Linked DNA regions of Mus musculus: all the other regions are linked to region 5. The links are chromatin contacts, called in public HiChIP or PLAC-seq and promoter capture Hi-C maps. All regions are on one chromosome and are shown on one strand. Each heading gives the region's core, a stretch centred on a gene start, on an enhancer-like site or on the middle of the called end of the contact. The rest is flanking DNA. Distances are from core to core; before and after follow the strand shown.

Region 1 (3,949 bases), core at 347-2,846, 1.2 Mb after region 5:
TTCTCCTGACTCCAGTCTAGTGCTGAGATTTTGTTTGGTTGGTTTTTCGAGAGAGGGTTTCTCTGTATAGCCCTGGCTGCCCTGGAACTCACTCTGTAGACCAAGCTGGCCTCGATCTCAAGAAATCCGCCTGCCTCTGCCTCACAAATGCTGGGATTAAAGGTGTGAGCCACCACTGCCTGGCCTACCTTTTAATTTATACCAATAATAAAACCATAAAAAAACCACAAACCTCTAGAATCAGCTTGAAAAAAAAAAAAGATGATAGAAAAAGCAAGTGGTGGTTCTGCAAAGGGAGAAACTTTTCTAAACTGATTTTAACAGCAGGACATTTTTCATCCAGCCGTCCCACCATTAGTTGTCAGGAGCATGAAAACCTCTAACCTCCTAGATCAGCAAACCCAGGGCTGTAATTACATCACCTGCCACACACTGGCTGCCCACGCACTTCCTCCTTGGCAGGGTGTAGGGAATTGGAGAGGCTGCAGTCCGGGAGGGTCCGGGAAGCAAACAAAAGGCTGAGGTTCCATCTAAAACTGCCTGGGGCTGCTCAGCGGGAGGGTGTTGGCCCTCAAGGCCTGGCCTCTTCTTCCATGTCTGGGCGGCCTACTTCTACCTTTTAGGGGCCACTGTCACCATCTGGGAGCCCAGAAAAACATTTTCCTTTTTGCCTCTCTCTGTAGGATCCTGGCCTTCTTTAAGAGCGTTGGATGATAAATGAATCTGGAGGGCATCTTTTTGGGCATGAGTTCCCAGAAGCGTGAGGTTTCAGATGAAAGGAGATACTGAAGTATGGGGAGGAATCGTTTGTTTTGATTGAACTAAAATAATTACCCTGACTGACTTGGTGTCCTGGCCCTCATCTCTCCACAGAGGAAAAAAAAAAAAAAAGAACACTAAGGAAACTTCACCCGCACGGCAACAAAAACACACCGGAAAGCTATCGAGTTGGGAAACTTTTTTTAGAACAACTTCCCAAGTGCCTGTTTCGTACGCACGACGTTTTTGGCTTAAACGACTGGGACCAGGGAGGTCCCGATTCAGCTGAAAATAAAACGTACGAGATAAGGCATTGTTAGCAGAGAAATCTGTTTGCGCAGACATTAAGTTAGGTGCACGAGCCCTGAATCCCAGGTAATTGCTTTTTCCCAGTTGGAAGGCACTGGATGACTTTTTAATGCCTACCCCGCACCCGTTCTCCCAATCTCAACGATCAGCTTTTAGTGGTCAGAACAGCCTCCTGAAACTGCAACACAGACGAAGCTTCCCGGCCCAGCCCGGTTGCTTCAAGGGAACAGACAGCCTGGCACCATGCCCTGCCCAGGTGCGCTTGAAAGAGATAAGCTCTGCGCCTCCGGCGACGTTCGGCGGCCATTCTTCTCCGCCTCGTGCACCTGCTGAGCTTCAAGCAGCCAGCCCAGAATCCCGGTCACCTCCCGGCCACCCAGCCCCTCGGGTCAGCCGGACCGACCCCCTAGGCAGGCGCGGCGGGGTGCGCGGGCCCAGAGCAGGCAATCACATGGAGGCCCGGGCCCGCCCCATTGGCTGCGACCCGGCCAGTCGCGGCGCTCGCAGGCTGCGGTTGGTCCCAGAGCTGCGGCGCCTGCACGGGCCTGGAGTCCATGTTACGCTTTGTCTAATTCCCCTCGTTACAGAGTCATGTGCTGCTGCTCCCGTCGCCGCCGCTGCCGCCGCCCGGGGTGCCCCGGCTCCTCCGCCGCGCTTAGAGGTGGCAGCCGCGGGCGGGGCCGCGGACTCAGGGTCCAGGGCGCCGCGCGCCTCCGGGGCGCGTCCCGGTGCAGCCGCCGCCCGCCGCAGGTGATGCCGCCGCCTCCCGCCTCCGCCTAAGCTCCCGCACGCGCGGCCCGGGCTGCCCGCGAAGGTGGGTGCGCGTCGGTCCACCCTGGCCGGGAGGGCGCAGGTGGAGCGGCCCCGGGGCGCGCAGACGTCCGGCCTCTCGGCGCCGCGGGGGAGCACGGCTGCTCCCGGGGCTGCGATCGGGAACTCCGGAGGGCTTCGGGACCCTGGGGCGGGGAGTGCGACCAAGCCCCCCCACCCCGTGCTGGGACATTGTTTCGCTTTGGGCCCTGCGCGGGCCGGGTGCCGGCTGCCGCGCTCCCGCCTCGGCCTCCGTGCGCGCGAACGCAGGGGCGGAGATTGCCTATCGCGGTGGCTCCGAGTCCTCCAGGAGGTGGGTGTCTGGTGTCTGGCCTGGTTGGCCCGGAGCCGGCGAGAGGAGCCCTTGAACTTCTGCAGAAACGCTTCCCCATCCGCCTCCGTCCCGCTCCGGGTGGGCCACTCGGGGTGCTCGCGGGTTGGGGCGGGGAAGGGAGGGGAGCCCTGCGCCCCGCCCTCCGCGCCCGGGGGGAGGGCACTGGGGCCGCAGGTGCACCCTGCGCGCCGCGGGCCATCTCCGGGTTGGGTACCGGTATAATCCGCTTCTAGCTTGTTTGGAAGCGTGGGCTCTTGGGAACGGGACTTCTGCTTGATTCTGGTTTAGGGGCTTGAAAAAGAGGAGAACTGGGGTGCCTTCCCAGAGGACTGTCACCTCCAGTTACTGGAGGGTCGATGGGGGACACTCTGTCTCTGTCCCCCTTTATGTGGGGTATCCCTAACAGATAAGGAAATGAGATTTTTTTGTTGTTGTTCTTTGATTTTTTTTTTTAAGCCATCCGCAGTGAAGGAGAACTGCTTCGGGTCGAGGGGAGGAGAGGTAGGTCCCCTCTGGAGAGGGTTGGGGTATAAGGTCTCGCGGTTCCCATGCAGCTGGGGTGTGCGTGGCAGAGAGTGGGGAGGTAGGATTGCTGGAAAGAAAAAGCAGGGTAAAGAAATGGGAGCAGAAGGCGAAGAGATGAGACCAAGTATTGGGCGTCCTCGCCGAACCGGAGCCCTGACTTGAGACTTTGGGGGCTCCTGTTTGGTTTCTTTCCTCCCACAATTTCCTTCTCCGTGACTTTGAAAGTTTTCTTTTAGTTTTTATTTTGTATTGGTCAAGACAGCTGTGAAGACGTGAGTTTTTTTGTTTTTGTTATTTTTTTTTGAAAGAGATATAGACGTGAAGCACTGATATCCGGAAACTTTCCCTGGCCATTTAAATAATAAAATCCCACCCACACAGCGTTCACTGAGCACCTAATACACTCGCTCAGTGCTCGAGTGTGGAAAGAGTCCCGGCAGAGCGTGGAGTCTGGTCTCAGTAAGGGTAAGGGCTGTTTACTTAATAAACAACCGAGGAAAATATGATTCAGGCCCCCCTCCCCAAAGTTTCCAGGGCCTGGTAGAGGGTGAGGGTCATGAAGACCTGGGGTTGGGGGGGAATCACTACTCTGTGAGGTCTTCAGATACCATCTGTTTTTTCCAGCTCGAGAACACAGCATATATATTATCAGCAAGGTCAGGGTCAGAGCTGTCCTGACACCAACTGAAGTTAAAAGCCAATGTCTGGACATGAAAAAGAATTGAAGATTAAAATGAGGTCGAGAACCTGAGAGTGTTGACTGCCACTAATTTAGGGAGCCCTCCGGAAATACACGCGGAAGTAATCCACAGTGCTGGATGGGATTCCACAGCGGTGGAGAGTTCCCGCTCTGTCCACAGGAACATACTATCTTAGATTCCTCTAGTTTTTATTGAAGGTGTATAAACTTTGTTGATTGAAACCTTATAGATTAAGAGGTCAGAGTTGTGAGCTGTCCTCAGGTGACCTGGCGTTCCCTCCCCCACTTCCCACTGGGGGAGGGTGGAGTGTGTCTGATGCAACCAAGTATTGAGCCATGGCCACAGCCTTCTTTGCCTAAGCGTTGAAAACTCTTAGTCAACCTGTGGCCTTTCCCCCCTACCCCCACCCCAGTTAAGTTTTATATTTTATGGAGATTTTGGAACTTTAAAAAAAAAATTTTAAAACTTTTTCTTTATTTAATTTTAGAATTAATTTTTAAAATTAATTAAT
Region 2 (3,919 bases), core at 766-3,265, 1.4 Mb after region 5:
ACACAGGTGAAAGGATCTTCTGTCAAAGCACGCTCATGAAAGGACACCTCGCTGGTGTATCTGTGACGCTCATGAGAGGACACCTCGCTGGTGTATCTGTGAAGTGTTCGCCAGGGGGTCGAGCTGCCGCTGCTGAACTGAACTGCCTGTTTCCAGACAACACAGGCGAGAGTGGCTCCAAAGAACCTTTCTAAGCAGGTCCACTTCCCCCTTATCCTTTCTTTCCCACTACCTCTGGTGGGTGGTGGGATAGAAGGGGGTGTGTGTGTTAAAGTGCTCTACCTGAGGTTCTGAGTTCTATTCCCAGCAAACCACATGGTGGCTCACAACCATCTGTAAATGGGATCTGATGCTCTCTTCTGGTGTGTCTGAAGACAGCAACAGTGTACTTACATATAATAAATAAATCTTTAAAAAAAGTCTTTATAAAGACGAAAGAGAGAGAGAGAGAGAGAGAGACAGAGACAGAGACAGAGACAGAGACAGAACAGGGTGAGAGGAAGGGGAATACAGGGAGAGGGCAAGGGTCAGGCAGTATCTCTACCTTTTGTTTGTGTTCTATGTTAGGCAGCATTGGACAGATCTACTCAGAGCCTTAATGTGGGAATGACATGACCAGTTGGCATCGGACCCCATTACAGATGGCTGTGAATCTCTTTGTGGTTGTTGGGAATTGAACTCAAGACCTCTGTAGAAGAGCAGTCAGTGATCTTAACCACTGAGGCATCTCTCCAGCCCTGTATAAGCAAGAGTTTTGCAGGGAGACAGTGAGTATCCTAACTCAGGTAGTGGCCACGAAAATGGAAAGGGTGGGGCCGACCTAAGATATCTTAGGTGGGGTAAGCAGATACAAAAGTGTGTGGATTGGAAGTAGGAGGCTGAAAGAGCGGTGAGCTAGTCTCGAGTGGACTGGACCGAGTCAGCCTTCTGGCTGGGATTAGTGGGCGGTTTGCTCACCGCCCCGTGAACAGCCAAGAGAATACACGAGGATAAGCAGGTCTGAGAAGGGAAATTGTGAGTTCAGCTTTCAGCCCAGGTGAACAGAAAACATGTGTGGGAGGGGAGAAGAGAAGGAATTGGGAAAGGGTGGAGAACAGGATGAGTCAGGGAGGGTGGAGGAGGAAGAGATGAGCAGGAGGACACAAAGCCGTGCCCAGATTTGGGGCTACTGTGGTATACCTCCCTGTGCTTCCAGTTTTATTTCCGGCTTCCTCCGAACTGAGTCTAGCAAATTGAGTGCAAAGAATTGATGTCTGGCTTCCTATCTAGGTAACCAATTTGTTGTTAATGCCATTTGCTCTGTGAGGACAGAGAGAAAATTATTTAAAACTGTGGTTCAAGTCCACAAGAGTCTTCCCATAGTGTTCCTGAGTGAATACCTTTGCATCTGCTCCAACACAATTTTAAAAGTGGAATAATCTCTTCCTCCCCCTCCCTCCCTCTCCCCTTCGAGCTGAACGGTGGACTACTTTCTTCCTGCCAAATCTTTCCCATCTGTGAACTTTCACAGTTGCTTTACTACCTTCAACCCAGCAGTGGCTAGCAGCCTGTCTTGGGATAGTCTTATGATCCTGTCCTATTTGGCAATCAGGGTTCCTGTGCACGCCCCACACTTCTGTGTGTCAGAGGAAGGAACTCCATAAGTAGTGAAAAAAATCTCTCCTCCTCACTCCTTCAGCCAACAGTAGCCAAAGGTCGCCATGTCATTTAATGAGTTTCTGCAAGAGAAAGGCACTCCCTCCTGGACCCGGTTGCTCTTGCCAGGCTCCAACATGGCCGGCCAACCGGAGTCCTTCCAGAACATCCCTCTCCAGCCTTCCGCACTCCCGTTTCACCTTCCGTCCCCCGCGATCCCCAGGGTCAGGACCCAGGAGCCTGACAACTGCCTCGCTTCCCGCCCCCCTCGCGAGACCCGCCCACCACCCCGCGTCGGCCAATCGGAGGCGGTGCTGCGACGACTGGCAGGCCCGCCCGACCCCGCCCCCAGCCTCGCTGTGGCCTGCGGCTTCCCGGCTAGTAGCGCCGCTGTCGGTCGCGCGGGCCGGTCGTGTGGACACTGCCGTATCGCGGGCTCTTGCCGCGGGCCACAGCGAGCGCAGCGCGGAGACCGTCAGCCCCGCGGCGTCGAGCATGGACTTCGAGGACGGTGAGCGGCGCGCGGGGCGGGCCGCCGTGGCGGGCGGGCGGGAGGGAGGGCGGCGGGCGGCCTGCGCCGGGGGTCTGTTTACCGCCTCAAGATGGCCGTGTGGCTTTGTTCTGTGGGCCGCGCAGCGACCGCGGGCCCGGCCCGGAGCCCTGTGGTCCGGGAGCCCCACGTGGGGGTGCGGCCGGCCCGGGGCCCTGCTGTCTAGGGGGTCGGCCTAGCTGCGAGCCTCGGGGCCTCGTCCGCGGCCGCCTGCAACTTCCTGGCCTCGCCGAGCGGCGACCGGGCCCACGGGGCCCACGGGGCCCTCGGGGCAGCGACCCGGTGGCGGGTGGAGCCGGTCCTCACCGTGTCGCCCCGGGCTCTGGAATCTTGCTCGACACAGGCTGCCTCGGGCTCGTGCGATGCTTCTCCGTGTGAGAGGAGTATAAAGGGCGTCTCTAGGCGTTCCATCGAGATGGGCTTCGGTTCCCCCAGAACCAGAATCTGCAAGTTATTACCACGTAGCCGACCGAGCTGTCTAATATCTCACCCAGGTTACCTGCTAGTGAATACCGCGTCTGAAACAGCTCCGTGACCCAGTGCATTATCATTATTATTTTTGTTTTTAGGGGTGGTAGTGGTGGGGCTTGTGTATGAATGCTACCTAAGTTAGAATTCTGGCACAGCAAGCCCCAGATGCCCTTCACGTTCAGCTAGATCGGTGCACAGCAGCCCGTGTTGGACTTGCTGGTTAAATAAACCGAATTGTAACGTTGCTTTTCAGCTTTCCCTGGCCGTGAAGTACAGTTAATTTGGTATCTTCAAACCTTGCTCAACTTTTATAGGAATCAGTGTCAAGATAAAGTGATCAACAGTAGTGATAGTGTTAGGGAGCCGAGGAACAGTTTGTAGGATTAAACTGGGTGTAATCTCGAGGAACTAGGTATTTCTAAATAAAACCGGTTCATTTCTTGTGAAGGAAGCCTCTGCCTCCACCAGAAATGGGCTTTGACATTGAATGAGGTGTGCTTTTTTGGCGTAGGTCGTATTGCATGAGCTTTTGATTTTTGATTTGCTACAAGAGGTTGAGGCTGTCAAGTGTAAATATAGGAAAAAGAATCACCCTTTTCGGAGTACTTTTCGGTTGCTTTGAAATATAGTTCAGCTCTTCAGGATAGCATACCGTCCTGCTTGTGCTTCGGGGTTGGACAGTGACTCATTCTGATATAGGTGACTCTAAATTACTACTATGTGCACTAGTCAGAGTTGACATTGAAGAGAAAAAGTATGTTTTAGACCAAAGTTTGATGACACTACCAACCTATGTGGTGTGCCAGAAGTTAACCTTGTAGTGTGTGCAGAGTGGGAGGAGTCAGTCAGTAAGGAAATCCATTTTCTGTAGAGGATTGAAAAATAGCGGTCAGATTTGGAGTATTTGCTTTCATTATACTTATGATAAAAATAATGAACAATGTTAGAGATAAATAATCTCTTAACAGCCCATCCGTAGCCACCAATGCTGCAGTTGGGCTGTAGATTTGAGTGTATCTGACTCTGATCCTGTCATGTGCCAGGGTTCAGTTATATCTAGAAGCTCCATATTCAATTCCGTTCTTCCAGTCTTTATTTGTAGAGTTAAATAAAGGCTTTAACATTATGCCTGGATGGATACAGCCCACGCTCATACATATATGCATATGTGTTTTTTAGACAGGCTTCTAAAGTATTTAGAGAGAACAGATGAAGTGGTAAAACAAATACTGACCTTGAAACATTTGTATTCCACAAGACCAA
Region 3 (3,955 bases), core at 691-3,190, 1.2 Mb after region 5:
AACTCTCCAAGCTTTCCCCCCTCAGTCCTGAAGGCCATTGCCATCTCTGTCCCATATCAGAGATTCTAAAACTGGGGTTCGCACAAAGTAACATGTCAGCATTACCATGCTGGGCTGTAACTCAGTGAAACGTTCGACTCAAGTCTGGCACTCAAGGTGTGCAATTCTCTGTGTTCACCCTGCTTTAAGGGAGCAGCCAGCATGGGAGTAGCAGCCAGCATGAGAGTAGCTGTAGAGGATTTGGCACGTGGCAGCCCACAGTCTGTACTGCGTACTTGTATGAGCTGCGCTTTGGGGGCAGTTTCTCTAAGGGGGAGACTAATTTTGACTGCAAAGTCTAGGGGTGACTTGAGCAGGAGCTGACTGGTAAAGGAGATGGTGACAGGTAGTAAGAGAGGGAGGGACCTTGGGACAGCCTATAACTTGGTTCTGTGGCAGACTGGGGGTCAGAGGAGGTGTGGGGCATGTTTGGAGGGTCAACGCATCCTGCTGTGGAGTATGGGCTTTTGAACAAAAGGCATTCCATTCGAGGATGGAATCTTTTAGTTGTAAAAAATTAATTGTATTACTTATCAGAGATCATGGGTGCATGCATGGCATGTGCCAGCCACTGTCAGTGTGTTTGGGAAGCAGCCCTGTCCTTTTCCGGTGGTTCTTGGGGCTAAACTCAGGTCCTCAGGTTGGTGTGACAAGCATTTCCCTAGGTGGCTGAGTCACCTGACCATTTCTCTTCATTTTCTGAGACAGAGTTTTATGTAGCTCAGGCTGGCCTTGAAGGCCTTATTCTTCTGCTTCTGCCCCTCGTGTGCTGGGACTACAGGCCTGGACCATAACCCCCCCCACCCCCCCAACCGTAGGTTCTTGAGAAGGGAGAGAAAGCAGCAGTGTGTCTGCAGCATGGCCAGAGCAGCTGGGGGTGGGGTGGGGTGGGGGGCGTTCCTTAGGACCTGGGAATTATTTAAATGCACAGCTTCCACAAGCTCCCCTGCTGTCACTCCGAGGCAGCAGATCTGGGGTAAGGCCTGAGAAACTGTTCAAGGAGCCTGCGTGTGACTGTACACTCTGGCAAGGACTTTGGGACATTTAGGAGGAGAGTCTGGCTTACAGCCAATCTGCAGTTTGTATGGGAGATTTTTAAACTCTGAGAAGAGACCAGTCATCAGACCCTGCATGCATGCACTCACTCGCACGCAATCATGAGTGTGAGTGTATGCACACCAGTCTGAGGCCAACTGTCTGCCGGCGTGGTATTTCTCTCCATTGATCTCCACCTATCTTTTGAGATAGGGATTCTAAGTGGACTTGTTGCTCACAAATTGACTGGTTGTGCCAGAGATAGAGATTCTAAGTGGATTTGTTGCTCACAAATGCTCTGGTTGTGCCAGTGAATTCTGGGGAGCTAGCTGTCATGTCTGCTGCCTCCTGCTCCCCACCCCCGCCCCCAGATTACAGATGTGTGACTGTCTAGCTTGAGTGTGTATGTGTGTGTGTATGTATGCTGGGGAGCTGAAATGTAGCGCTCACACCTTGAACTACCTCCAGTCCCACAGTGTGTTTCTATTCCCTGTAAATAAGTGTAACTTCAGAGCATTGTCATTGGACATATGCTGTCTATGCCATCTCTCCACTTGTAGCTAGAGGAGTGCTCAGCTTGCTCTGCATTTCATACCATTGTGTAAAACTCTCCTCTTTCGTATATTAGAAGGAAATGGAAGATGGGGGTTTACTGTTGGCTGCCTGTCTCCCTTGACTATCACACTATATAATATGCCTTCTGGAGTCTTGCCTACATTACAGCCCTACTGTGCCACTAGCTGATAAAGGTCCACGGCAAAGTGACATGACTTCCTTTTAAAATGAAGATGTGAGTGTGTGGTTAGTGGTGAGGATAATTTATGTAAAACGGATGCAGTAGTTCCTGGCTCAGAGTTAGTTGTTGCTATCGTTATTTTTGTTGCTATCGTTATTGTCGTAACTGCAGCCCAGAGGCAGTCCTTCCATACTTCTGTCCCTGGCGAGATCTGTCCTTTTGAAAATAGCTGCCCAGACCACAGACAAGAGTCCCGAGAGTGACTGACGTATCAGGAAGTTTCAATTACGTAGGGTTCCTTCTTTTAAGGCTTTTTATTTTCTAGGAGCACGCCTTGCTTACATAAACAAGCTTGCTAGGATACAGCTGGAGCCTGTATCCTATAGCTGAAGCCCCTATCCTGGGGTGGGGAGGCTTTCCCCGCCCCTCCTTATTTCTCAGTTCATTCTTTAGACTCTTTGGAGCCCTGAGATGGTCACTTGTACATTTCCTGTGATCCACTGAGTAAAGGCCTTTACAAACCCTCCTCCCTCCCTTCTTTTCTTTCCTTTTTTGCTTTCTGTTCTCTCTCTCTCTCTTTCTTTTTTGGTTTTTCAAGACAGGGTTTCTCTGTATAGCCCTGGCTGTCCTGGAACTCACTCTGTAGACCAGGCTGGCCTCAAACTCAGGAATCTGCCTGCCTCTGCCTCCCAAGTGCTGGGATTAAAGGTGTGCACCACCTCTGCCCGGCTGTTCTTTCTTTCCTGACAGGGTCTCCCTGTGTAGCCCTGACTGATCAGAATCTGGCTATGTAGCCCAGATTGGCCTCAGACCCACAGAGGTCTTACCTCAGTCTCCTGAGTGCTGGGACTAAAGGCATCTCTATGACTGGCCCACTCTTCTCTTTTAAACTTTGTAGCAGCTGCTGACTTTTGAGGCAAGGTTGTAGCTCAGTCTGGCCTTGAACCTCTTTTGTAGCCAAGTGTATTGTTCAACTTCTTATCGCCTTACCTCTAAACTCCCCAGGTCTGGAGATTACAGATGAGGACCACCCAGCCCCGTTTATTCTCTCCTGGGGACGAGTCCAGCAGCCTCAGGCATGCTAGGCAGATAGGACACCAACTGAGAAATGATGCTAGCCATGACTTTTGAAGGATAATTATTTTTTTCTGAGAAGGTAAACAGTTCTGTCAAGGGAGAAGCTATTTTTCAGCATTAAAGACATTAGAAATGATAATTTATGCTTAAAATAACAAGGTTAGCCCAAATTTTAGTTCTCTTCTCCCTGTGTCTGCTGTTCTTCATCCCAGCACGTATCTGCAAACTTTTCTCACGACCTCCAGTCCCAGCCGTGTGTGTACTGAGCCAGAGTACAAACGGACCATCGGCTTTTCATTCAGGGGATGGCATTTGTCATGGAACTTTACTGATTAGTGGAATATCAGGATGTATTTGATGGTGATCAGCCTCGGGTCCTAGAGTTTCAAGCATATCCCCACTGTCTTGCCATCTTGGGGCTAGAGGCAGATACTGGGCATGGACACCTACAGGACCTCCTTTGAGAATTAAAAGGAGCACAGCACTGTAGCAGCTTGTTTATCTACCATCTCTGTTACTTTGACTGAGCCCTTTGCTCACCCTCATTTGCCCTTCCCGCACCTCTCAAATTAATGTTCTATGCAAATTTGATTATACCAATGTGAACAGTTTCTGTTACTTCTGAGTAGAGATTAAATGGTGTTTCTTCTGGCTCTTTTCCTCCCCTTGTTAGTAAAGGTATCGGCTCTCTGCCTCTAGGCTGCTTGGTTGCTCTGTGGTTCTTGGGGGCCACGGAAGTTGCAGTTGATCAGGGGTCCTGGCTTCTCAGGTCACTGTATCAACTGCTACTAAGATCTAAGTGCATGAAGTCTATCAGGTTAGTCAGCTCCCTGCAGTTGCGAGTTCAGCTGCCTCTGAGCCAGGCAGTTCTGCAGTCTGGAAATCTATGGTGCTGTCAGGTGGAGGAAGCAGTGGCTCTTCCTGGTTGGCCTTGCTGCAAATATCTGCACTTTCTTGTAGTTGCTCTTTTATTCTGTAACTTTTATCAGACTCTAGATTCCTGTTGTGCTGCTGCTCTCTCTGTAGTGTGGTGACCAGTGGCTACACTGTTGCCGTGGAAAGGAAGAT
Region 4 (4,094 bases), core at 65-2,564, 1.4 Mb after region 5:
CATGGGCCCATGTGACTCCATGTGCAGGCATGTGACTCCATGTGCAGGCATGTGACTCCATGTGCAGGCATGTGACTCCATGTGCATGCATGTGACTCCATGTGCAGGCATGGGCCCATGTGACTCCATGTGCAGGCATGTGACTCCATGTGCAGGCATGTGACTCCATGTGCAGGCATGTGACTCCATGTGCAGGCATGTGACTCCATGTGCAGGCATGTGACTCCATGTGCAGGCATGTGACTCCATGTGCAGGCATGTGACTCCATGTGCAGGCATGGGCCCATGTGACTCCATGTGCAGGCATGGGCCCATGTGACTCCATGTGCAGGCATGTGACTCCATGTGCAGGCATGTGACTCCATGTGCAGGCATGTGACTCCATGTGCAGGCATGTGACTCCATGTGCAGGCATGTGACTCCATGTGCAGGCATGGGCCCATGTGACTCCATGTGCAGGCATGTGACTCCATGTGCAGGCATGGGCCCATGTGACTCCTCTGAGCCTGGAGGCTGTGGATTTGGCTCTTCCTATTACCTTTGTTTTGTTTTGTTTTGTTTTGTTTTGTTTTGTTTTGTTTTGTTTTGAGACAGGGCTGTGTAGCCCTGGCTGTCCTGGAACTCACTTTATAGACCAGGCTGGCCTCCAACTCAGAAATCTGCCTGCCTCTGCCTCCCAAGTGCTGGAATTAAAGGCGTGTGCCACCACTGCCAGGCTGGCTCTTCCTATTAGAAGCAGCTGTGGGATAACATAGACCCTGGGACTTCAGGCCACCGGCTGCCTAATTTGCCTGAGTGGTCAGCCCTCAGATTTCCTTATCCGAAATAAAGGACCACAGTATGATAGTTTTCACAGGGCTGCAATGAGGCTTAAGCAGAGCAAAGGCACAGGCAAAGGAGCTTTGTAACATGTCAAATATTATACTAATGATAACGTTATCAATAGGGATAACCTCTGGGGCCATTTCTATCTGGTTTTGTAGAGAGGTTGCCTGGGTATCTAAGAAGGGAACAATGACAGGTAACAATGGTGGGCCCTTGGGAAGGGAGTCTCCTGTCTACTAAGGAAGAGCAGTCACATGACTGGCCAGGAGCTCCATCCTCAGGTTCTCACATGGTCCAGGTACTTGGGGTAGTGTGTGTGTGTGTGTGTGGGGGGGAGGCTATTAATTTAGGAAGAGCCTGTTTCATGTGGTCTCTCCCTCCTCTACTCATGCCTACACTTTGCTAGTTAACCCCCCCATCCACCGCCCCCAAGAATGTTTATAAAGACAGGGAGAAAAGACACACAGGAAATACAATGAGTTCTGAGAAGGGAGCGGCCACAGTGAACCAGCTGAAGTAAGGAGACACTGGGTGTGAGTTCCAAGAAGGGCTGGGCTGTTCGGCCCACACAAATGAGCTGCTCCGGAATTTTGGCTTAAAGCTAAACATCCTGTCCCTGCCAGGAAATGTCAGGCCCTTTGCATGAAAAGTGCCTCTGACCCTGGGCAAAGCTGTAATCAGATGCCCCTGGACCCCCTGACTCACTCCTGAAGGGAGCCACTGAGATCAGAGCCCTGATAAGTACAGTCTCTTTGTTAACTAACTTTACCAGGTCCTTCCATGCTGAGAAGGAAGGGTGACTACATAGATACTATTTTAATGATCCCTTACCTTAAACCCAATCCTGAATTCAAACCTAAACCCAAACCCAAACCCAAATTCCAGCATTTGGGATGCAGAAACAAAGCAGGAAGATTAGGCGTTCAAGGCTAGCCTCTGCTTCATAGCTGAGTTTGAAGACAGCCTGGGTTCCTGGGAAGGGAAGCGGGTCTTTACAAGCCTAGACAAACAAACACCAGCAAACCAGAGTCCTGTCTGAATGGGCTCAGGTTACATTCAGGTTGAACTGTGACCCTTCCTAATTTTATCCATAAAAGCAAATGTTCAAAAGTACACTACAAGCTGAAATGTCTTGGTCCAGCACAGTCTCTGCTAAATTCTGACGGCTAAAGTGGGCCTGTGTGGTGCCATGTGGGGTGGGAAGATTAAATGAGGCACAGGAAAAGCGGAAGCAAACCTTTGACGTCTTCCTTCCCGAAGGATACAGGAAGGCCAATCGAGGGGAGATAGGGAACGAGGAAGGGGATGAGTCTCCCTCCCTGTACTAGACTAATTTCGTTGTGGGCTTTGGCAGATATTAGTACTGGAGGCGGGGGAGGGTCCTGGCTTTCTTCTCCAAGGGTTTTTAGTTCGCTGCTAATTAGGGCATTGGAGAAATTGCCATGATAATTATAGTGTCTAGACTTGGGAGCTCCAGAAGGCAGTAAGAGAATATTTAATTGTATAGCTAAGAAGCAAAGAGAGGATGACAGGACTCTGAGCCTTCTATGAGAACAATGCTGCACTGAATCTTGCTTCTCAGAATTGCCCCGACACTGTCTGTTATGTCAAGGGGAGTCTGGGGTGTTTTGTCTTAGCATGCAGTTTTGATTCTGCTGGAATCTGAATGTCGGTAGAAGGCCCACCACACCTCACCTCGCGTCTGATGGACCCAGGCCGGGAGTTCAGCTCAGTGGCACAATGCAAGCATGGTGTGCAGGCACTCTGGGCTGGATATCCAGCACTGAATAAAACAGAGATGAGCTTCTATCATCCAAGTACGTGGGATGCACCAGGTGGTGGTGGCGCACGCCTTTAATCCCAGCACTGGGGAGGCAGAGACAGGCGGATTTCTGAGTTCGAGGCCAGCCTGGTCTATAAAGTGAATTCCAGGACAACCATGGCTACACAGAGAAACCCTGTCTCGAAAAAAAGAAAACAACAACAACAACAACAAACAAGTACGTGGGATGCAGGAGGATCAGAAATTCAAAGTCATCCTTGGCTACATAGCAATTTTAAGGCCTATGACACATAGTCTTAAACAAACAAACAAACAAACAAACAAACAAACAAACACCAAAGCCTTTGCCCAGTGTGATGTTGCAAGCCTTTAGTCCCAGCACTTGGGAGGCAGAGGCAGGAGGATTTCTGTGAGTTTGAGGCCAGCTTGGTCTACAAAGCAAGTTCTGGAACAACTAGGGATGTTACACAAAGAAACCTTGTCAAACCAAAAAACCCAAAACCCCAAACAACAACATCAAAACCAACTAAACTAAAGCCTTCATTTCTTCAATGTTTTCCAGGGGTCTGGAGAGAAAGCTGTGCTGTGCCACTGTGGTCTTGATCACGTTACCTTTGTAGTGTGTCACCATCAAGGGTGTAGGGACAGATGCTTGGGGGCTTTTATTTTTGTCTGCTTTTGAGACAGGGTTTTATGTAGTCCCGGCTGACATCAAACTCACTATGTAGCTCAGGATGGTCCTGAACTTCCGATCCTCCTGCCTCCACATCCCATGGGTTTGCAGGCCACCAAACCCAGTGTTATGTTTCTTGCATAGTAAGCAGGCACTCCAGCAACTGAGCCACACTCTCAGCTAAAACGTTCTGTTTCTTATCCAGACTAAAATGATGTTGGCTGGGTCTTTTATATGAGAAAAGTGAATAGGCAAGGAGAGTTCCCGTCTTACCAGACTTGGTCACCATGTTTCCTCTTTCTCAATTAAGTCACACATGTTTCTAAAGAGCTGGGTAGTGGGAGAGCTAAGCAGAAGGACTTCCTACTCAATGTGTTCTTGGCTCCAGGTATCCAGTTGAGTAGAGATCCTGCTCCACCAGCTCGGCCCTGCTCGGAGAGGACAAAATGACTGACTGGTGCTCAGGATGTTGGCTGGTGTGTGTCAGGCCACAGTCTTCCTAGGCCCTTTGCTTTTTCCAAATGTAAGTATCACCAATGTCTCTGCTCACCTTGCGCACAGACCTCCTTGTGGTAAAGAGCAACACAGAGGAATGGGCAAGTGAGAAAACCTTTCCCTTATCGTCAACCTCCCAAGTAAGTGTGCTGCAGGTGAGTAAAGAATATAGGTGATTCCTTGTAAAGTTTCATGCATGTAAACATATGCATATTATGTTATGTACTTACATAAGATATAGTTATGAAAACAGATAATGTCATACATACTGTTGAATGACTGCCTTGTTACTTCAAATGCTGTAAACATTCCTACCGA
Region 5 (4,138 bases), core at 1,337-3,836:
AACAATTTCTTAACTGTAATAATGTGTACATTACTTAATAAAGACTTGACATAGTACCATGGTGTTAAAAACACGTTTGTTTCCATAAAAAAGAGGGGGGGTTGCCTTTTATCATAGCATAAACCCTGGGAAAGCACCTTATTTTCTGTGTCATGGAATGATACAAGTAACACATTTATACATTTTTACACTAAATGTAAACTTTTAGACTCCCAGTCTACCTGTCATGCATGGTGGGTACTTCCCCCCCTTCCCCCGCCGCTACCCCCACTACTCACAGAAGTATAACCTAGGACAAAGACTCCAGGACAGCGTGAATCAATTGCCTGTATAGTGGAGTACCAAATAGCCTTTATCTTAGTTACAATTGCTGTTCTAGCATAAACAGGACCCAGGCAACTTATAGAGAAAGAGTTTATTGGTCCTTACAGTGGGTGAGCCTGAAAGATCCTGACAGAATGTAAAAGGTCACAGAAGCCCTGAAATTGGCAAGATAGATTTCACTGTTAGCAGAACTAGCTTCACTGATTTAGAAAAATAGAGGTGCACAATGCTCTGGCCACTCCTTGAACCCGTGTGTCTGCCAATGTTTTGACCGTTCCTTGAACCCAGGTGTGTGCCCACTGCTGCACCTCACTGCCAGGTGTTTGTGATATTGGTTGCTGAGAAAGAGTCGGAAAATCTTCCCAGCAACCACAGCCGGGCCAATCCTGAGTTGCTACACCTGCACCAGACTCTTTCCTTGTACCCCTCCCATACCCATTTCTTGAGAATAGACATTGTTTAGTTCTGGAAACCCCCTACTCCTCCCTTCTCCTTTCCCCCCTGAGGGCCTATAAAAACTGGCCTTTCCCCTCGTGGTCGAATCCTCTACCCCTGCGTGGGATATGAGTCGTCCCCAGAGCTCTGGCTTTCCCCGAATAAAGCCTCATGTGGTTTACATCAAGCCTGGTCTCTCATGAGTTCTTGGGTGTCCGCTATTGTCCCGACGCCTGAGCGAGGGGCTCCTCACGGAGTCTTTCAAACCCACAACCATCATGGTGAGGTGTATGACATCAAGCAGGTAAACATGGCGGTGAGGCAGTAGCCCAGAGCTTACATCTAGATAATAAACATGATGCAGAGAGCTAACTGGTAGTGGTGTGTGCTTTTGACACCTCAGAGATCACCCCAGTGACATATCTTATCCAATAAGGTAACAACTCCTAATCCTTCCCAAATAGTTCTACCAGTTGGGGACCATATATAAGAAACCATGCATGCTCAATATTGCTCAAAAAGCTAAAAGTAAATCTACCATGACTCAGATCCACTCCTCTGCATATGCCCAAAGGACATCCTCCTACAGATGCTTGCTTAGCAGTGTCCATTGCTGCTCTGTTCACCATAGCTAGCGAGGGGGAACCACCTAAATGCCCTTCGAGTGATGGACGGGCAATGCAAATGTGGCACAGATACACCACAGGATAAAGGAAAATGACATCATGATGTTTGCAGGTAAGTGCAGCTCTTGCCAAGATGCAGGCATTAAATAGTTGCTGGGGAAAGAAAAATGAACAATCTCCCACCCACATTCATTATTTTCATATTGGGCAAAGACATCTAAATAGAAATAATTGCTTGGAAAGTGACCAAGCCACTTATACAGTATCTACTGTTATATGCAAGGCAATGTAGTGGATCCTGATCATGGTAAAAATTTTTTTTAATGTGCATCTCTATCTGTCTACAGCTTACTATTGAATCAAAAAAACCTTATTAAGTCATGTGTTTGAGATACATATATGCATATTTGCACATCTCATTTGATTTTATGTATTTCTGTTGCTTTGTAACATAATGGTCAGATATATACTCCTGAACAATTTATTGATTTTATACATACACGACATAATAACCAGATAACAACAGAAATGACAATTTTCGGAGATGGGGTCAAAATATGAGTTCAATTCTTAATGTATTTAAAACCTGATGCCTTTTTAAATTAAAAAGAATTTTAATCTAAAAATAAAGAAGTTTAACTTTCACCCCTCATCAAAGCTTCTTTTCATACTGGATAGAGAGCATGACAGACACCCACAAGTAGCAATGTCCCAGTTCTCCCAGTACAATGTGCAATAACTATAAAATATTTCCAAGTTTCTGTATAATGCATACATACATCCTTCTGATAAAAAGTTTTATAAATAGCTTTAAGGGCTTGGTTGGGAACAAATTTTGGCAGCTGTCTACAGTGAACAAGTATTTTAGTCCTTCCCTAACTCATGCCTTGACTTCTCTTGAGATGCAACATACTTTGGGAGATAAACAGACTTTTTCCATAGTACACTACCAGATTTTCCACCAGTTGAACCACATCATTTTCGGAAAGCTCTCAGAATTGTTTGTATTTAGCATTCACATTCAAATGAAACCGCCAGTGCACACAGTCACCTCAGCAAGGCATTTTCTAACAAAGGCGCAGTGATGACCAACGACCTCAGTCCCCACCCCGCCCCCCGCCCCCCGCCCCCCGCCCCCCGCCAGCAACCGAAGTGCGGCCGCGCGTGCGCAGAGGACTCGCTGCACCGCCGCCGTCCCTCCGCAGTGACGTCAGCCGAACGCCGAGGAGATCCCGACCGGTTTCCCACCGCTCTGTGGAGTCGGCGGTGTGTCGTTGGTGTCCCTATCGAGCTGGGTCAGGAGGGCGCGGAGCGGTGAAGCCCTTCCCGAGCCGCGGCGTAGAGGCGGTTCGCGGCGGCTGGAGCGGGGAGGCGCGAGCCGGCGCGGTCGCGGCGGGCGGCGCGGGCGGAGCGCGAGCGAGCGGTGAGTCGGCATGGCGGCCCCCAGGCGAGCGGGCGGGCTGCGGCCTCTGTCCAGCTCGGCGGCGGCTTGGCGGACCGGGCTGTGCTAACACACGCAGGGGAAAGCCACAGACCCCCGAGTCTTTCCGGGGCGTTCTTGAAGCGAACAGACCTTAAATGAGATCTGGTGTCACCGGGCGCTTCCTCAGCCCCGGCATTTGGTGGCTCCCGTGAGCGTCTCTGGGCACATAGAACGCCTACCTGGCCCGCAGGCAGTAGGTGGTTTCTGGACCGCGAGCTCCGAAGAGTTAAACTGTGTGCCAGGTGCAGTAAACTCAGGAACTGGAGCGAAAGGAGTGAAGAGTTGACAGCACTACCGGGAATTACTTCAGTATTCCTCACCCGGTTCTAATAAGTAGTTTTTTGCAATATTCTGAAGCTGTGGAAATGCTGGATACGGGGAAGGTGGTTGCGATTAAATTAAGAGAAAGGACGGGGTGCCAGGATTTTAGGAGTGTGTTTTGCCGTCCCTAGGTTTGCCTGCTACATTTGCCCTCAGAAATTTACCTCCCGTAGGAGATTTTCAGGATCATATTTACAACCAAAATCAGAATATTATCAGCTTAAATTGACACTGGGCATTATTGTTAACTTGAACTGGGAAGCCCCAGTTCAAGAAACTCAGCCAAGGTGCATGGACAAGAACGTTGATTGTTTATAGAGTACTGAAAACACTGCAGTATACTTTATACAAATTTGAAGGCATGTATTCATGATATGCCCAAATATTTGGCAGAAGTTATTCTTTTGAATGCTTTGCAGAAGACGTCTTAATCTTAAACACTCATATAAATACTCTCGCTTCATTTCAAGCCAAAATGGGGATGCTAGCTTCTTTATACTTAACAGTTATTTTGATACCAGCAAGCTTTGTAGTTCCAAAAGATGGTGTAAGTAGCATGGGTCGCCTAAGGCCATTGGAAACCGTGTTCACATTACAGTTCATAACAGTAGGTTATGAAGTTGCAACAAAAATAATGTTATGGTTGGGTCACTACAGCATGAGGAACTAACTGTATCAAAGTGTTGCAGCATTAGGAAGGTTGAGAACTGCTGACATAGAGGTAAAAGAAAACACAAAAGAAAAGAAAGCACATCACAAAATAGAGACCAGGATAGTCAGCCAAATGAAACATTCTGGTATTATGAAAATAAACCATGTAGGCCAAGTTTAATTCCCACCACTGCTGTAATGGAGAGGCATACATGTGTGTGTGTATCAAATGCCTATATATTATGTAGGCTGAGTTTCATTCCTACCACTGCCGATGTAGAGAGACATGCATGCGTGT
Region 6 (3,744 bases), core at 774-3,273, 1.1 Mb after region 5:
TGTGTCTTAAAAGCCAACCCAAAAGCCTGTTCACACAGGGTCACAAGGAAGGTGGGACCCACTCCATCCCCCAGACTCTTAACCAGAGGAAAGATTCCAGTAGGGAACATTGGCTGAACCTCTATGCAGGGGATACCCCCTACAGACATGAGAAGTTATTAGGGTCTGGGATCTCTGGATGGGGACAGAGGCCTGAATTGTGATGTCACTGGACAGCATGGGGCAGGGAAAAGAAGGTTCCTGAGTCACTAGAATGGAGAACAGAAAGAGAAAAGTTAGGGTCAACTGGAGGGCATCCTGTAAGTGATATGCTCAAGTGATGCTCTTTATCTTAGTTTTCCAGCATCAGGAAGTGGGGAAGGTACAGTCTTTATTAGTAGTCAAAGCCAGGAGAAAGCCCAGGGTTGCAGCTGAGCTGGGCTGCAGCTGAGCTGGGCTGCACTGCTGGTACAGTGCCTGCCTAGCATCCCCAGGCCCGCATAAAAGCGGACATCGTGGAGCACCATGTCTGTGGTCCCAGCACTTGGGAGGTAGAAGCAGAAGGATCACAAGTTCAAGGCCATCTATTGGCTACACAGCAAATTAGAGGCCAACCCCGGGCTACCTTGAGCCCTTTCTCAAAAATAAATAAAAATAAAAAAGGAGGGGGCTCAGTGGAGAGATGGCTCAGTGATAAAGAACTTGCCTTGAGTTCAGGTTTGGGACTCAGATCCCCAACACTCATATAAATGCTGGGTGGGCACAGTGGCCTACCTGTAATTACAGAGCTCAAGAGGCAGAATCAGGGCACTCCCAAGCCGTCTAGCTACACTACCCTAGCTGACCTGGGGAGCTGTGGGTCCAGCAAGAAATCCTGCTTCCATAAATAGAGAATTATCCAGAAAGACATACAACATCAACCTCTGTCCCCCACTACATATGCACACACATGGGTACATGTGCACCCATACGCATGTAAACGTGCATACATGCATGCACATTACACAAAAACACATTTAAAAAAAAAAAAAAAAGAACCCATTACATTGAGATAAAACCAAAGCCAGAAGTAGTTTTGCCAGAACTTAACTCTTTGTTTTCCAGTCCTAGTAAGAAGAAAGAGCTTCTATCTGGTTTCACTCAGAACCAAAGGCCACAGAGAGTAGCTGAGAGTCAGCTAACAATGCCCAGAGCAAATTTCTCTGTACAGAGCAAGACTGACAAACAATAATGTGTGGCATCAACTTGCCAGTGACATTGCCACTAGACCCCATGGAAAGCGCCCAGCAGATCCACCTTCTGCGTCCCTCCTGCCCCCTTTCATACTCTGCTTTCATCTCTTCCCTTGCTTGGTTGCCATTGTTTCCACCGTCCTGCTGATCTTTCAGGTGCAGGGGAGATGTGCCAGTGAGTAGGGTGCTCGCTGTGAGAGCAAAAGAATCTGGGCTTGGATCCCCAACACTCACATAAAAAGCCAGATGTGATATAGAGCTATAATCCAACTGCAGGGAGGGAGTGGTGCAGAGCCAGGATGAGCCCAGGGGCCGGCTGGCCTGCCACACTCAGGTGCCTCTGTTCTTAGAACACAGGTGGTGTCTGCCCACCGGGTCCTAGGCTGCCTGCTTTTCAGGAGGTGGGCTGAAGTAGTACAAGGACAAGTAGTCCAGGAAGGTCGCACTCTACTGAGCTACATGTTCCCAGCTGACCTTCTGGTCTTTATTTATTTATTTACTTGCTTACTTACTTATTTTTCTGTCCTCAAAGGAAAGGTGGAGTCTTCCTGCTCAAGAACTTAATTTCTTTTCCTGTTCTTCCCAATGCTGCATTCCTGTCCTATTCCTGGAGAATGAACCAGGCTTCCTCAGGGTCAGCACTGCAGAGTCTCTGGGTCAACTCAGAAGAACACGAGAGGCAAAGCTAGAGATGCTTTGTCTTCTCAGCTGGTATCATTTCCGAGTGTGTTTTGTAGCCTCTGCCTCAGCCTCTGCAAGACCTCAGAGAGCTCGAGGCAGGAAGGAGCCTGGCTGTCCTTGACTCGTTCCATCATTTTCAGACATAGAGGAAGCACCGGGTTTCATAGCATGAGCTCGGACTCCACAGTGGCTGTCCAGAGGTAACAGATACCTACCTAGAACAGGCAGTCTTGGGGCACATGAGCCAATAGAGAACAAAATCTAAACCAACTCTCCCTCCTAGAGCTCATTCGTAGGCTCAGTGTTTTGGTTTCTTCCTCCAGAGATTCCCCACACCACTAAGAAGTGGCTGTGTTTTCCTATGAGACTGAGACCAATTTAGTTTCGACTATTCATTTATCGTGCCCAAACTTCCCTTTCCTCTCATGTAGCAACCCTGTCACTGTGTGAGCTTTGCCTCTGTCTATCTCCAGGGAATCCTCTAACCTTGGCCTTCTGATCCTAGGATGCCACTCGGGCCTAATTTTGACTAATTTGTTCCAGGGTTGGGCTAGGCTGGTGTACAATTACCCTTAATGCCTCAGAAAAGGGCCATTCCTTCTGTCTGCCATGGGAAAGAATTGTCTCTGCTCTGGGTATTATGTCAGGAGAGCTTTACAGCAAGGTTGGGGGGCAGGGGCACAGGCAGCCTGCACAAAAAGGAAAGTAACATTTTTTTTAATGTTACATTTCTTGAATTCCTAAGTGTACATGAAAAATAACAATGTGTCAGGTTTTATTTTTTAAAGGAAACTTAATAACTAGTCGGGCTCTTTTTCTTCAAGATACAAAAACACACATGTTACATATATTAAAAAAAACATGGGAAAAGACAAATATCTAAATGTAATCAGAAGTTGTCATTTTTAATAGTAAGATTATGAGATTGTGTGTGTGTGTGTGTGTGTGTGTGTGTGTGTGTGTGTGTGTATTTGACTCGTTAAAAGGGTTGTCCAGTTAGATGCATAATCTTCATCCTGATAAGGCAGAGGCAAGAAGTTTATAAATCTGAACACCGGGTGGGGTACACAGTGAGACCCAAACTCGAAACAATAAAATTTCTTGCAAATAATACATCTAGTGGTGTTGTTTTATTTTTTTTACTAAAAAGAAAAAAGCGCCCTGTCCTTTGCATTCAGAAGTCTAAGTTCTCCCATTCTGAGCATGTTTGTCTTTACACAGGGTGGTGGGGGGTGTGGTGCCTGTAGAGTCACCCACTCACTCTGTTACTTCTCAGAAGCTAAGGGGAAGTAGGGAGCCCAAATGGAAGCACGCATGCTCTTCCTGCCTGGCTGGGACAGGCACTACTGAATGGCTGTCCTCAGTGGTGTCTAATAAGTATTGTGTGGCTAAGGCTCTGACAGACCCCAGTCTGTGCAATCCGGGAGTAGGGGACACAGGAATAGTCCAGAGAAGCTTCTGTGGCGGTGATAATATATGAGCTCTATGCTGAAGGACAAACGGAAATCAGCCAAAGAAATGTTCAAGTACATTCTAAGGAGGGTCTGAGAGGTAGAAAACAGAGGTACAGTTAACATCTGCTGCCCAGTGCTGACCAGAAACACCCATGATGCTTACGAAGTTTCCAATCTGGGCTGTCCTGAAGAGTAATCACTAGGTGCATGTGGTCATTAGGCTAGCAAAGGATGGGGGGGGGGGGTTGAATTTGATTTCTTTTCTTTCTCATTTTTTTTAACATGTAGTCCAAACTGGACTTGAAGTTGCTATGTAATTGTGGAACTTGGATCCATGGTCCTTCCACCTCAACCTCAAAGATCCTGGGGTTATGGCTTTATGCCTGCACACTTGGTTT
Region 7 (3,947 bases), core at 1,419-3,918, 1.4 Mb after region 5:
ACTGAGCTGTATCTCCGCAGCACCTCCCTCCCGCCCTCCTGCCTCTCTCCCTCTTCATTTATATATTTGCACCTGTGGTACCCATACCTGTGTGTGCATATGCAGAGGGCAGAGGATAATTTTGGGTTTCTTGCTGTATCATTCTTTATGTCCTTGAGACAAACTCCTTCACTGAATCAGAAGTTAGACTGGTAGACTGCAAAAACCCCTGACTCCTTTCTTCACACCCCAAAGTGTTGTTTTAGGCACTGGTGTGACCACAGCCTGCTCTTTACATGAGTGCTAGAGATAGACCCTCCATGCGTGTGCAGTAAGCACTCCTACCCATCTCAGTTTCATTTTTAATTTTAAAGAACTTTTTCTCAGGGCTGGAGAAATGGCTCAGTGGTTAAGAGTTCCTTCTGCAGAGGACCCAGGTTCGGTTCATAGCACCCACATGGCAGCCAACAACTGTATGTAACTCCAGTTGCAGGTTTTGGCCTCCATGAACACTGCATATACATTATACATGTGGTACATTTACATACATACAAACAAACAAAAAATATATATAAAATAAAAATAATTAAAAAAACTTTTTTCTAATAACAGACATTTTAATCTGTCATTAAAAATAGGAAATATAGTACTAGATGCTTTGTCCAGATATATTGGATATAAAACACAAGAATAAGCACAAATAAGCAGATTTAAACAAAAATATGTAGTAGTTACATAGAAATGAAGCAGACGTAGAAAGTCACAATGTATTAAAATGAAGTTTTTTTTTCCCCCCTAATCTTAGCAAAAACTGATCCTAAAAATGAAGAAGAAGAAAAGCGGCGAATTGAGGCTCGGCGAGAGAAGCAAAGACGTAGACGAGAAAAAAACAGTGAAAAATATGGAGATGGATACAGGTTTGTGGTCACTAAATCAAAGATGAGGCTTATTAATAGGTAGATTTTTAAGCTAGGTGTGTTTCCTAAGCATAATATCACATAGACCACATAATGAGACCCTATCTCGAAAAAGTTTACTAAAATTGGCAAATATATTTTACAGAATATGAAAAAGTTCAAGTCAACAGAGATTTGACTAAATTAATAAAGGACTGGGGCTAGGGCTGTTGGTAGAGTGTTTGCCTTCGATACACAAAGCCTTGATAAACTACTAGTTACTCAGTACTGCATAAACCAAATATACCAGTACATAACTATAAGCCCAGCACTTGAGTGGCAGAAGCCAGACTATAGTCTCGAGATTTGACTACAGAGACACTGATGTTCTCGACTAGGAAAGCTTGTGTTTTATTAGTGTATAAGTTTGCTAGAGAAAATTGTGAAGGAATGATGAATGAATAGGCATTGGCAGTTTTGGATAATGACACATTGAAGGGTTATAATGTGGGCTTGGGAAGTGGGTTGGTGGGTAAGCGTATATGCTGCACAGCACAAGGAACGGCCCACATGCGAATCCCCATCACTACAGAGAGATGGCGAGCATGCTGTCAGCAGTGGGCACAGGAGGGTCTCAGGGAAATTGTTCATGAACCCTCAGGTACACAGATGCATCAGGGAGGCACACTGATAAGTGCTTAGTGTGATGCCTAGCACTGAAAACAGGCTGTGATAGGCAGGTGACAGAATTATTAGCCTGTGAGTAGACTGCATTTATATTAGCATGTAGTACATATATATAATGATGTGCTAAATAAAAAGATTTGATTAAACAACAAACTTTTAGAATTAGTTTAGACCCTCATATCCTGTGTATAGAGATTAGAAATTTAAAAAAAATGTAAAAGAGTAAAACAAAGGATTTTCTTCTCTAACATTTTCCAGGCTTAAAGTCAGTTATTATAGGTATGAAAGAAATGATGAGGGCTGGAAAGATGGCTCAGCAGTAAAAAGAATGTGTTGCTTTTCCAAACCCATGTTTAGTTCCCAGCATGTTGTGAGTGTGAGGCACAGATGTGCCTGTTACAATCTTCAGGGGATCCAGTGGCCTCTTCTGGCCTCCTTGGATAGCTCCCCACCCCTACCTAAATAAAAGTAAAATGAATTTTAGAAAGAGATGAATAGATCTGACTGGGGACTCAAAATCTTTTTTTTTAACAAGAGATTTATTTATATTTCATGAATATGAATCTTTGCTTGCATGTATGTATATCCATCGTATGTGTGCAGCAGCTGCAGAAGTCACAGGGCATAGGATCTTCTACCCTGTGGGTGCTCTTAATCACTGCGCCTTGTGCCTTTTCCTCATCCACTTTGGCTTGTCCTTGCTCAGCTCATGTTTAGGCAGTCGTGGTGGTGAGTTTTTATGGTGTAGCTTCTGACATGACTAGGAGACACAATTTCACAGCAGATTGCCCGATCCTTTGGCTCTTACAGTCTCCCCTTCTTCTGCAGCGTTTCTGAGACTTAGGAGTCGTAGGTTTGGAAGTTGTTTTGGGACTAGGTTCCGTAACTCTGCGTTTTGCTTGATTGTGGTTTTCTGTAGTGGTCTTTGTGTGTTGCAAAGGCACGTTTCCTTTATGAGAGGTGAAAACTGCACTTACCCATGGCTATAAGGACAAGTGTTTTAGTGTACTTGGGCCTTGTGCTGGTTTGGTAAGTGGTGGTTGTAGGTTCTTCTTCAGATCTATGACCTCATTAGCCTTCGGTAGTTGGCTAGGTTTCTAGGATTGGCCATGATTCTCTCTAGTTGAGTAGGTCCTAAGTCCAATTAGAGAGCTATTGGTTACTGCCGGGGTGTGGGGGTGCCTGCTGCATTTAAAGAGAACATGTAACTTTTGTCTTTCTGGGTTTGGGTAACTCACTCAGTACTTTTTTAAAAAACAAAAACAAAAAAACTTTTCATCTGTTTACTTGCAAAATTGATGGTTTCATTTTTTTGCAGCTGAGTAGTATTTCATAGTGTATATGCACCATATTTGCTATCCATTTGTTAGTTGAAGGACATTGAGGGTGTTTATATCTCCCAGCTACTATGACTAGAGCAGTGAACACATCTGAGCAATTATCTGTGGAGTAGGATGTTGAGTTCTTGGGGCCAGGAGTGGTGTAGCGGGGTCCTATGGTAGATTTATTTTTAGCTTTTTGAGAGTTCTTCACACTGATTTCCATGGTAGCTACACTTGTTTGCAGTTCTGTCGACAGGAATGATGCTTCCTTTTTCCCTGCATCCCCTCTTAACATTTGTTGTTGGTTTGTATTTTTATTTTTTTAATTTTTGCCATTCTGATGGAGGTAAGATGAAATCTCAAAGTTGTTTTGCTTTTTTGGTTATTGCTAGGGATGATGAACATTTTATGAGATTTTTCTTAGCCTTCCTCCCCACCTCCCTTCATTCAAGACCACTTTGTTCAGGTCTCGGGCCCATATTTTGAATGCCCCCCCCCCCCCCGAAAGTCCTATACACCCATACCCTGGATATTAATCCTCTGTCAGATGTGTAGCTGGCCAAGATTCTCTCACATTTTCTGGGTTTCCCCCAGTTCCTTTAGCTGTGCAGAGAATTTTTAATTTTATGAAGTCCCATATGTTAGATGTTAGCTTTAATTCTTGGGCAAATGAAGTCTTATTCAGGAAGTCCTTTCCTATGCTGTATCGTGTAGGATAGATACTGCCTGTGTTTCCTTCTAGCATTTTCAGGTTTCACTTGTAGGTGTCTGATCTGATAGATGAGGGTCTGTTTCCATTCTTCTGTATGTGGACTCCAGTTTTCTCAGCACTGTCTGTTGAAGATGCTTTCTTTTCTCCAGATTGTGTTTTTGGCGTCATTGTCAAATATAAAGTGGTTGAAGCTGTGTGTGCTCATGTTTAGGTCTTCAATTTTGTTCTTTTGTCTGCTTGTCTGTTTCTGTGCCAGCACCATGTTATTTATTACTATGGCTCTGTAGATCTTAAGATCTGGAATGGTTTTTTGTTTTGTTTTGCTCAGGATTGTTTTGGCTATCAGGGATC

What was found. Promoter capture Hi-C pulls out the DNA fragments that hold promoters and counts their contacts. HiChIP or PLAC-seq counts read pairs in DNA pulled down with a chosen protein or histone mark. Capture Hi-C pulls out chosen DNA fragments and counts their contacts.
Region 1: an H3K27ac HiChIP or PLAC-seq map of acute myeloid leukemia shows a contact between it and region 5, with 4 times the contacts expected there. The contact joins the promoter of Lrrc8d here to the promoter of Thoc2l in region 5. A contact is called at or near these places in 1 of 39 promoter capture datasets (pre-B cells), 1 of 484 Hi-C or Micro-C datasets (CD4 T cells) and 3 of 115 datasets of contacts at active chromatin or transcription factors (acute myeloid leukemia, astrocytes and pancreatic cancer cells).
Region 2: a contact with region 5 is called in a promoter capture Hi-C map of liver, with 7 times the contacts expected there. The contact joins the promoter of Zfp326 here to the promoter of Thoc2l in region 5. A contact is called at or near these places in 4 of 39 promoter capture datasets (the 3T3-L1 cell line, hippocampal neurons, liver and 1 more), 2 of 115 datasets of contacts at active chromatin or transcription factors (astrocytes and large pre-B cells) and 1 of 9 other capture datasets (liver).
Region 3: a contact with region 5 is called in a promoter capture Hi-C map of pre-B cells, with 3 times the contacts expected there. The contact joins the enhancer-like site here to the promoter of Thoc2l in region 5. A contact is called at or near these places in 3 of 39 promoter capture datasets (the HPC-7 cell line and pre-B cells) and 1 of 115 datasets of contacts at active chromatin or transcription factors (astrocytes).
Region 4: a promoter capture Hi-C map of liver shows a contact between it and region 5, with 4 times the contacts expected there. The contact joins the enhancer-like site here to the promoter of Thoc2l in region 5. A contact is called at or near these places in 5 of 39 promoter capture datasets (the 3T3-L1 cell line, hippocampal neurons, liver and 2 more).
Region 6: an H3K27ac HiChIP or PLAC-seq map of microglia shows a contact between it and region 5, with 6 times the contacts expected there. The contact joins the enhancer-like site here to the promoter of Thoc2l in region 5. A contact is called at or near these places in 4 of 39 promoter capture datasets (hippocampal neurons, liver and stem cell-derived epiblast-like cells) and 1 of 115 datasets of contacts at active chromatin or transcription factors (microglia).
Region 7: a contact with region 5 is called in a promoter capture Hi-C map of liver, with 2.1 times the contacts expected there. The contact joins the enhancer-like site here to the promoter of Thoc2l in region 5. A contact is called at or near these places in 8 of 39 promoter capture datasets (the 3T3-L1 cell line, the C10 cell line, the HPC-7 cell line and 3 more) and 2 of 115 datasets of contacts at active chromatin or transcription factors (astrocytes and large pre-B cells).

What each region holds. Positions count from the first base shown.
Region 1 is chr5:105,698,373-105,702,321 of GRCm38.p6, forward strand. It overlaps Lrrc8d (leucine rich repeat containing 8D), which reads left to right and starts at 1,597. Exons shown (of 3, transcript NM_001122768.1): 1 at 1,597-1,882. Gm42166 reads right to left here. Exons shown (of 2, transcript XM_017321263.2): 2 at 1-2,491. The coding sequence ends at 1,516.
Region 2 is chr5:105,874,553-105,878,471 of GRCm38.p6, forward strand. Zfp326 (zinc finger protein 326) reads left to right here and starts at 2,016. Exons shown (of 12, transcript NM_018759.2): 1 at 2,016-2,146. The coding sequence starts at 2,131.
Region 3 is chr5:105,716,406-105,720,360 of GRCm38.p6, forward strand. All of the region lies in intron 1 of Lrrc8d (leucine rich repeat containing 8D), which reads left to right. Among named protein-coding and RNA genes, the nearest start is that of Gm42166, 14 kb to the left of the region's middle. Within about 2 kb of position 1,941, at least 138 of the 459 cell types and tissues checked have an H3K27ac peak or open chromatin away from gene starts, as enhancers often do. A contact at or near this core is called in the HPC-7 cell line and pre-B cells, where this site is marked.
Region 4 is chr5:105,858,092-105,862,185 of GRCm38.p6, forward strand. No RefSeq gene overlaps it. Among named protein-coding and RNA genes, the nearest start is that of Zfp326, 16 kb to the right of the region's middle. Within about 2 kb of position 1,315, at least 81 of the 459 cell types and tissues checked have an H3K27ac peak or open chromatin away from gene starts, as enhancers often do. A contact at or near this core is called in liver, where this site is marked.
Region 5 is chr5:104,505,764-104,509,901 of GRCm38.p6, forward strand. Thoc2l (THO complex subunit 2-like) reads left to right here and starts at 2,587. Exons shown (of 8, transcript NM_001166581.2): 1 at 2,587-2,808. Pkd2 (polycystin 2, transient receptor potential cation channel) reads left to right here. Exons shown (of 15, transcript NM_008861.3): 15 at 1-56.
Region 6 is chr5:105,624,123-105,627,866 of GRCm38.p6, forward strand. No RefSeq gene overlaps it. Among named protein-coding and RNA genes, the nearest start is that of Gm32230, 18 kb to the right of the region's middle. Within about 2 kb of position 2,024, at least 47 of the 459 cell types and tissues checked have an H3K27ac peak or open chromatin away from gene starts, as enhancers often do. A contact at or near this core is called in liver and microglia, where this site is marked.
Region 7 is chr5:105,895,708-105,899,654 of GRCm38.p6, forward strand. Zfp326 (zinc finger protein 326) reads left to right here. Exons shown (of 12, transcript NM_018759.2): 7 at 785-896. Among named protein-coding and RNA genes, the nearest start is that of Zfp326, 21 kb to the left of the region's middle. Within about 2 kb of position 2,669, at least 1 of the 459 cell types and tissues checked has an H3K27ac peak or open chromatin away from gene starts, as enhancers often do. A contact at or near this core is called in liver, where this site is marked.